2 separate regions of the Zea mays genome follow, and region 1 is linked to region 2. The links are chromatin contacts, called in public Hi-C maps. All regions are on one chromosome and are shown on one strand. Each heading gives the region's core, a stretch centred on a gene start, on an enhancer-like site or on the middle of the called end of the contact. The rest is flanking DNA. Distances are from core to core; before and after follow the strand shown.

Region 1 (3,314 bases), core at 740-3,239, 380 kb before region 2:
GCAGCTCAATCGGATCATGCAGAGCAGATTCTAGAGATTTTTTATTTAATGGTGTATTAGCTTCCTCATTCGCCTCTTGGTTGTCACGTGAAGAACGAATAGTAGTAGGCGAGTTGCCACTTCTATCCATTTCCTTTGGGCTGGAGCGCTCAGTTTTCTCCTCTGGTTTCCAGAAGAGGCGATAAAGAACATAACCACCCTGAAAGAATAAGATACATAAACACCATGTAATGTTGGTAAACATTTGCCATGAGATCTAAAAAATCATTACAATGTGATTACACTGTACATAAACTAATTGAGAAGATGATTAGAACAATTCTTTCACCCACCTGAAATCAAACTAGTGTTTAAGGCCACATTCTTCAGTGAACAGACTAGTATCTTATATTTCTCAAAGACAGACTTAAGTACTAATAAAGTACAAATCAGACATACGGTAGAAACACTAACAACAATAGCTCCGTACCTGCTTGCCAGACTCGAACTGAGGCTCGGTGGTGCGGTACTCGTGCATAATCCACCCTGTGCGCTCGCCCTTCGGGGCGCGTCCACGGTGGAAGACAAGGGTCTTCTTCTTGCCGATGGTAAACTGTTTGCTCTTGTCGCCCTTGGACTTGATGTTCCTGTCCGGGCCAGTAGCCTTCCAGTACCCGGCCACGGTGGCCCTGTTCGACCTGCTACCGTTGGGGTACTTGCGGTCCTTGGGCGCCAAGAAGAACCACTCAGGATCGTCGGACCGGATCAGAGACTTACCTGCATTGGCATAATCACATTCACATCTCATCGGTACCACCGGATCAGGAAAGCGGAATAATGTTTCCCGGGAGTTTTGGCTCGAGTCGACACGCGCGGAACGACAAAAATGAATCAGCACAAGGATTTTGTTCAGCTGCATCGCACCAAATCAAATCGCATCTTGGAAAGGGAGCGCGGTATTTTTTTAACTAAAATGATTTAGCGGAGTCCGAGAGAATCGCATCGAACCAGCACAGCAAGGCGAAACAAATCTCTCTCTCTAGTGCAAGTAATCGCGAGACAGAACAGAACAGAGGTAAGCAGCGGATTGTAGTCTGCTCGGCCTTTCAGCACACACGCGACAGGAAGGTTCACGTGGTAGGTGGCGACGGAAACACGGAGGAGAGAGAATCGCGATAGTGGGAAACGGATTGGCCGAAATGGTGAGATTCAGTCCATGTACCAACCAATTCAACTCAGTTTAAACTAATAGGAGGTGGGCAATTCATTTATATTATATTTTAACAATCCTCCTCACGTCGAGCCTCTTTTGGATCTTTAACGTGTAATATAGGAGCGAGCAACAATTATTTTGTTTAATTGTGCTAACCAGAATTCAAACTCGAGACCTCTGGTTCTAATACCATATTAAGTTACATGCACCAACTAATTCAATCCAAAAGCTTAAGCTGATAGGAGGTGGGCAATTCACTTATATTATATTCTAACACAGTTAACACAGTCAAGCGAGTGCAAACCGAATAAAAGACCCCGAAATCGGGCACCAACCGGAAGGCGAATCCTGATGAGAGAAAAAAAATGCAGCACTGAGTATCGCAAAGAAGTAGTTGGAAATCCCGTGTACGACCACATAGCACAAAAGAAAAAGCGAGGAACGGATAAAAAAACGAGAGCAGAGACGGCGGGCGATGAGGCAGCAGAGGCGAGTAAGTACCTGGGAGGTCCCACGGCTCGCACTTGCAGATGTCGATCTCGGGGATGACCTCGGCCTCGGAGTTGATCTGGCCGGTGATCTTGCCCTTGAGGTAGTGGCTGACGAGCTCCTCGTCGGTGGGGTGGAAGCGGAAGCCGACCGGCAGCGCCCAGAGCGCCATCGCAGCCGCTTTAGCAGCGAAGGAAGCGCGGCGGGGCAGGGAGAGGGGAGTGCGGAATGGGGGGTTGGGGATTGGTGGCGTGGGGGGCGTCCGAGGAGTAAGGGCGCAGGACAGGACGGCAGGCGGAGGAGTGTAGGAGACGTGGTGCGGAAGAAACTACTGTGTCGATGAATTCCCTCTCATATAGCCGCCCCACGGCCGCTGCCGCGTAGGCGCAGCGTAAACGGATGGTCCCCAGTCCCCAGTCCAAGCGCCGTATTACGACTCTGCCACTGCCGCTGGAACCACTCAGAACGCAGTTCGCAGACCGCATTGCATTGCATTGCATTTGCACTAGTGGATAGCACGCGCTCTGCGCGTGATATAAATTTTGATTCTAGGATAGTTTTACATTGAGAAAGGATATAAACGAACTTAAATTCTAACAATCTATACGTTGGGCATCAATTTGAGTCGGCGGAAGATTCGGCCCTAAGGTCGGACGGTCCACGGTCCGAACGGTCCGCGCCTGTGGACCGAAGGGTCCGCGCATGCGCAGAACAGATTAGGGTTCCGAGTTTTTCGCTGTGTTTGTTGGCGAGAATCACGGAATTTACTCGGAGTTTTGTTGGTAACGGTTCCAGCCCCCCTCCTCTATAAAAGCAGAGGATTACGGCCGATTAGAGGCAATCAATCGAACCCACAATCAATACAATTTACATTTATTCTTAGGAGTAGTTCTAGTCTAGTTCTAGTTTAGCCTTTCAATCCCTAAATTCTCCGTCTCTCCTCGACTCTACGTCGATTAGAGGAGTCTAGGTCGGTCTACCCGAGCCTAGACACCACCTAGGATCTCTCCTCCCCGACGGGGTCCCTTCTGGGAGCGAGATCCAAGCGCCGCTGGCGATTCTCCGCCGCCCCTGTGCACGTGCGGACCGTCCGGCCTTAGGGCGCGGACCGTCCTGCCGTTAGGCAGGGAACCCTAGCCTCTGCGCTAGGTCACGGACCATTCGGCCCTGTGCCGCGGACCGTCCGCGCCTGACCAGAGAGCACCGCCACGATTCTTGTTGAGTGTTTGGCACTCCAAAAATGCGTCAACATACTTTTTGGCGACTCCGCTGGGGACAACAAATATAGACTCATCAAATCGGTCCTCAATGGCCGGTTCAAGAGATAACTCTGATATTTCCCCAAGCAACATCATAGAGCCGACTTGGGAGACCTTGCCGGCTGACGAACAGCTCTAGTTCGAGGAGCACAAGGAGCAGATGATCCAAGAGGCGAAAGCAAAGTTCTTGGCCAACTTCAAACTGGACAGGAACAACAAGGTCGTCCGACATCGGGCGACGGATCCGGCTTCGCTCCGACCCACACCAGATATCCCTAATGTAAGTAATACAAACGAGCTACAATCTTTCAGAAATTATGTAGATGAACAGCGTGAACAAGTGCAAAATATCATAGGGGGTATGCAAAACGATT
Region 2 (3,204 bases), core at 17-2,516:
AGGTAGAGAAAATATTTAATGATACACATCCGCAGTACCCCACCACCACAAAAAGAGGTGGAGACCGAAGGCCGTCGATGCAACTCAAGCGGCCACGAAGACAGAAGACGAAACAACAGCTATGCAACTCTCTGCAGATACGGCAGACCGTTCGACTCCAGCAGCCAAACCGTCCGAGCACAGAGCGAACCGTCCGACCCCTGAGTCCGGACCGTCCGCACCTCACCAGGAAACCTCTGACGGCGCACAACACCTGTGGACAAAGGTAACATTGAGGAGGAGGACCTACTGAGAGAGGATCTGGTCGACTGTGGAGCCTCGCCTGAGCACGCAAAAAATTAGGTAAGCAGGATGACGAGTTGATCAAGACTATCTTAGCGGCATCGAAGGCGACCGTCCGATCAAGGCCGTTACAAGATCACACATTCACACAACAATATCATCCTAATATTTAGCAATACACTTAAAGCAGATGTTGTCACATCGAGTAGATTTCAGCCTGCACCAGTGCTTTTGGTTCGCTCAGCTTCCCCAAAAAGCAGTGGGCATGTGTTGAGCACCATTTGTGGCAACTAGCCATGGCCGGACGGTCCGGCATTGAGGCCCGGACAGTCCGGCCTGCGGAGAGTCCGTCTATAGGCGTCGACGGTCCGCAATATGATTAGATCGGACAGTTAAACTTCTATCTCTTCACGTGTTTATCCCTCTAATCTCGCGGGAGTCGTTGGAGAATGTCTAGGAACGGGTCTAAACCCTCCTTATATATTTGAAGGGGTACGACCGATTGAAACACCAACAATCGATCAAACAATCAATATATCTTTCGTTCTTTACATTTTTTCCTAGGAGTCGACAGTAACATAGTTTTCTCTCTCTAATCTTCACATCTCTCCGACTCTACGTCGTTTAGAGGCATCTTGGCCCTTGGGTGGCCTACCAACCCAAAGACAAACCCTAGAATCTCTCCTCCTCGACGGGGACCCTCCCGGGAGCGAGATCCAGGTGTTGTTGCGAACTTCGTTGCCTCTGCGCACGAGCGAACCGTCCGGCTCGTCAGCATAAACCTTAGCCTTTGTGCCAGATCATGAACCGTTCGGTCGCAGACTGTTAGTGCTTCGCAGAGAGTACCGCCGTCGGTATAAATCACAGTGATGGACGTCCGGATCAACACCAACGCGATTGCCGTTTCTAAACTAGATCTAAACATGTTTTTTGGGTGCTACCCATTTTCTTGCTACAGAAGTCGCAACACATCTTGGAACACAAGTTGGTCCGGCCATTGTAATTGCTACGGGCACACAGCGAAACGCCCGGCCTTTGTTACTCAAAGTCGAGAAGCGCCGTCTTCCCCCTTTCCAACCTCAAGTCTACAGTCTACACCGAATCCATCCCCCATCGCCGCCGCCGCCGCCGCCGACGACGACGATGGCAAGCCTACTCCGGCGATCTGCCGTACCCGCGCGCCAGCTCCTCCTCCTCCCGCGCCATTTCGCCGCCGCCGGCTCCGCCCCCGCCTTGTCCCGCTCGTTCTCCCGCTTCAACCCCCGAGACGACAGCTCTATGTAAAACCCTACTCACTTCCCCCATTCTCTGTTCAACCTTCTGCAATGCAATTTAAGACTGACGCCTCTGGATGTGTGTTTTTCTCAGGTTCGATCCACCGGAGCCGCCGGTGAACTGGGGCGTGAGCATAGTTCCGGAGAAGAAGGCTTACGTTGTGGAGAGATTCGGGAAGTATCTCAAGACCCTCGGCTCCGGGTTCCACCTCCTGATCCCCGCCGTCGACCGTATTGCCTACGTGCACTCGCTCAAGGAAGAGACCATCCCTATCCCTCACCAGAACGCCATCACCAAGGACAACGTCACCATACAGATTGACAGCGTCATCTATGTCAAGGTAATACTGCCTCCCCTTGTTCGCCTGTGCCTGTGCGGTATGCACACAAATTGTTGAGGGTTCAGTTGTTGCCGGTAGATCAGGCCATCAGGGATGGGTGGATGTGACACTTCATACGGTAAAAGTTAGTGTCAACTGAATTGATCCAGCTTGTGATTTGCCTGGTGTAGTATAGGTGGCTCCTGTATTTAGTTAATTGAACTTTCAATTGAAGATGGTTGGAACACTGTGATGCATTAAGGATGGTTTCTATGCGAATTTCATGATTTCTTGTTTCCTGTTTTGGTTTGTGTAGTATATAAAATTGAATGACTTTGTGTTGTGAAGCCTAAACAGTGAAATTTCGGTGTCAAATCTTATTTTGCATGCATTAGTTGACACTGGGTCTCTCTTCAACACCTGACTTGTCTCTGCAACATACGATGATGCCATTTTATAAATCCCAAGACAAAAATATTTAGGTTATATGACCATTCGCAAAGCAAAGCTCAGGCCATTTCCAATGATGATTCAGTACCTCCTTGAATCTGGAATTCAGGATAAGGCACCCTGTTGTTGGTAGACATTGCCACTTTGCCTAGTATGAGTTGGGTAGTTATTATGGAGTTCATTGTAATGCCTGGGACAATGGATGCAGATTGATACTCTTGTGCACTCTTTTGTATGGGTTCAATGATATTGTATCCTTCTGGCTAAACTACATTGTATATTGTACCACCATTCGTCATCAAGATGCCTAGGCACATTCTCAATGACTGCAGCAAGTTCAAGATCCCACACAATTCCCATGCATGAACTTTTAGACTAGTGCTTTTGTAGATATTTGCATCTAATCAAAACCCAATTCAGTGTCAATGTTTTTTTATGGGAAAGCTTTATGTGATGATGAGTTGTTGTGACTGTAAATTCTTTTCTTGCGATCTAATGTTTGTTGGCCCAATCTTTGTTTACTTTGTTAGCTGCTGAGTTGTTGTGATTGTTAATTGATGGTGATACAAATGTTTTCCCGATTAACATAGGACTACATCAAGGTTCAGCTTTGAACCCTTATCTATTTTCCTAAGTGATAGATGAGGTCACGAGGGATATACAAGAAGATATCCCTTGGTGTATGCTTTTCGCTGACGATGTAGTTCTAGTAGATGAAAGCCGGGAAGGAGTAAATAGAAAGCTAGAGTTATGACGTCAGACCCTAGAGTCAAAAGGATTTAGAATTAGCAGGACCAAAACCGAGCATATGAGATGTGTCTTTGGTACTACAATTAGTGAGGATGGAGATGTAAGTTTGGGAGGCCAGGTAGTACCAA

Evidence for each region. Hi-C and Micro-C count contacts between places; a contact is called where the count stands out from the background.
Region 1: a Hi-C map of leaf shows a contact between it and region 2, with 5 times the contacts expected there. The contact joins the promoter of LOC100383037 here to the promoter of LOC541819 in region 2. A contact is called at or near these places in 2 of 25 Hi-C or Micro-C datasets (ear and leaf).

Annotation. Positions count from the first base shown.
Region 1 is chr10:79,407,093-79,410,406 of Zm-B73-REFERENCE-NAM-5.0, reverse strand. LOC100383037 reads right to left here and starts at 1,989. Exons shown (of 7, transcript NM_001175714.1): 1 at 1,694-1,989; 2 at 470-756; 3 at 1-199. The coding sequence starts at 1,853.
Region 2 is chr10:79,026,892-79,030,095 of Zm-B73-REFERENCE-NAM-5.0, reverse strand. It overlaps LOC541819 (stomatin 1), which reads left to right and starts at 1,266. Exons shown (of 9, transcript NM_001111500.1): 1 at 1,266-1,562; 2 at 1,651-1,897. The coding sequence starts at 1,426.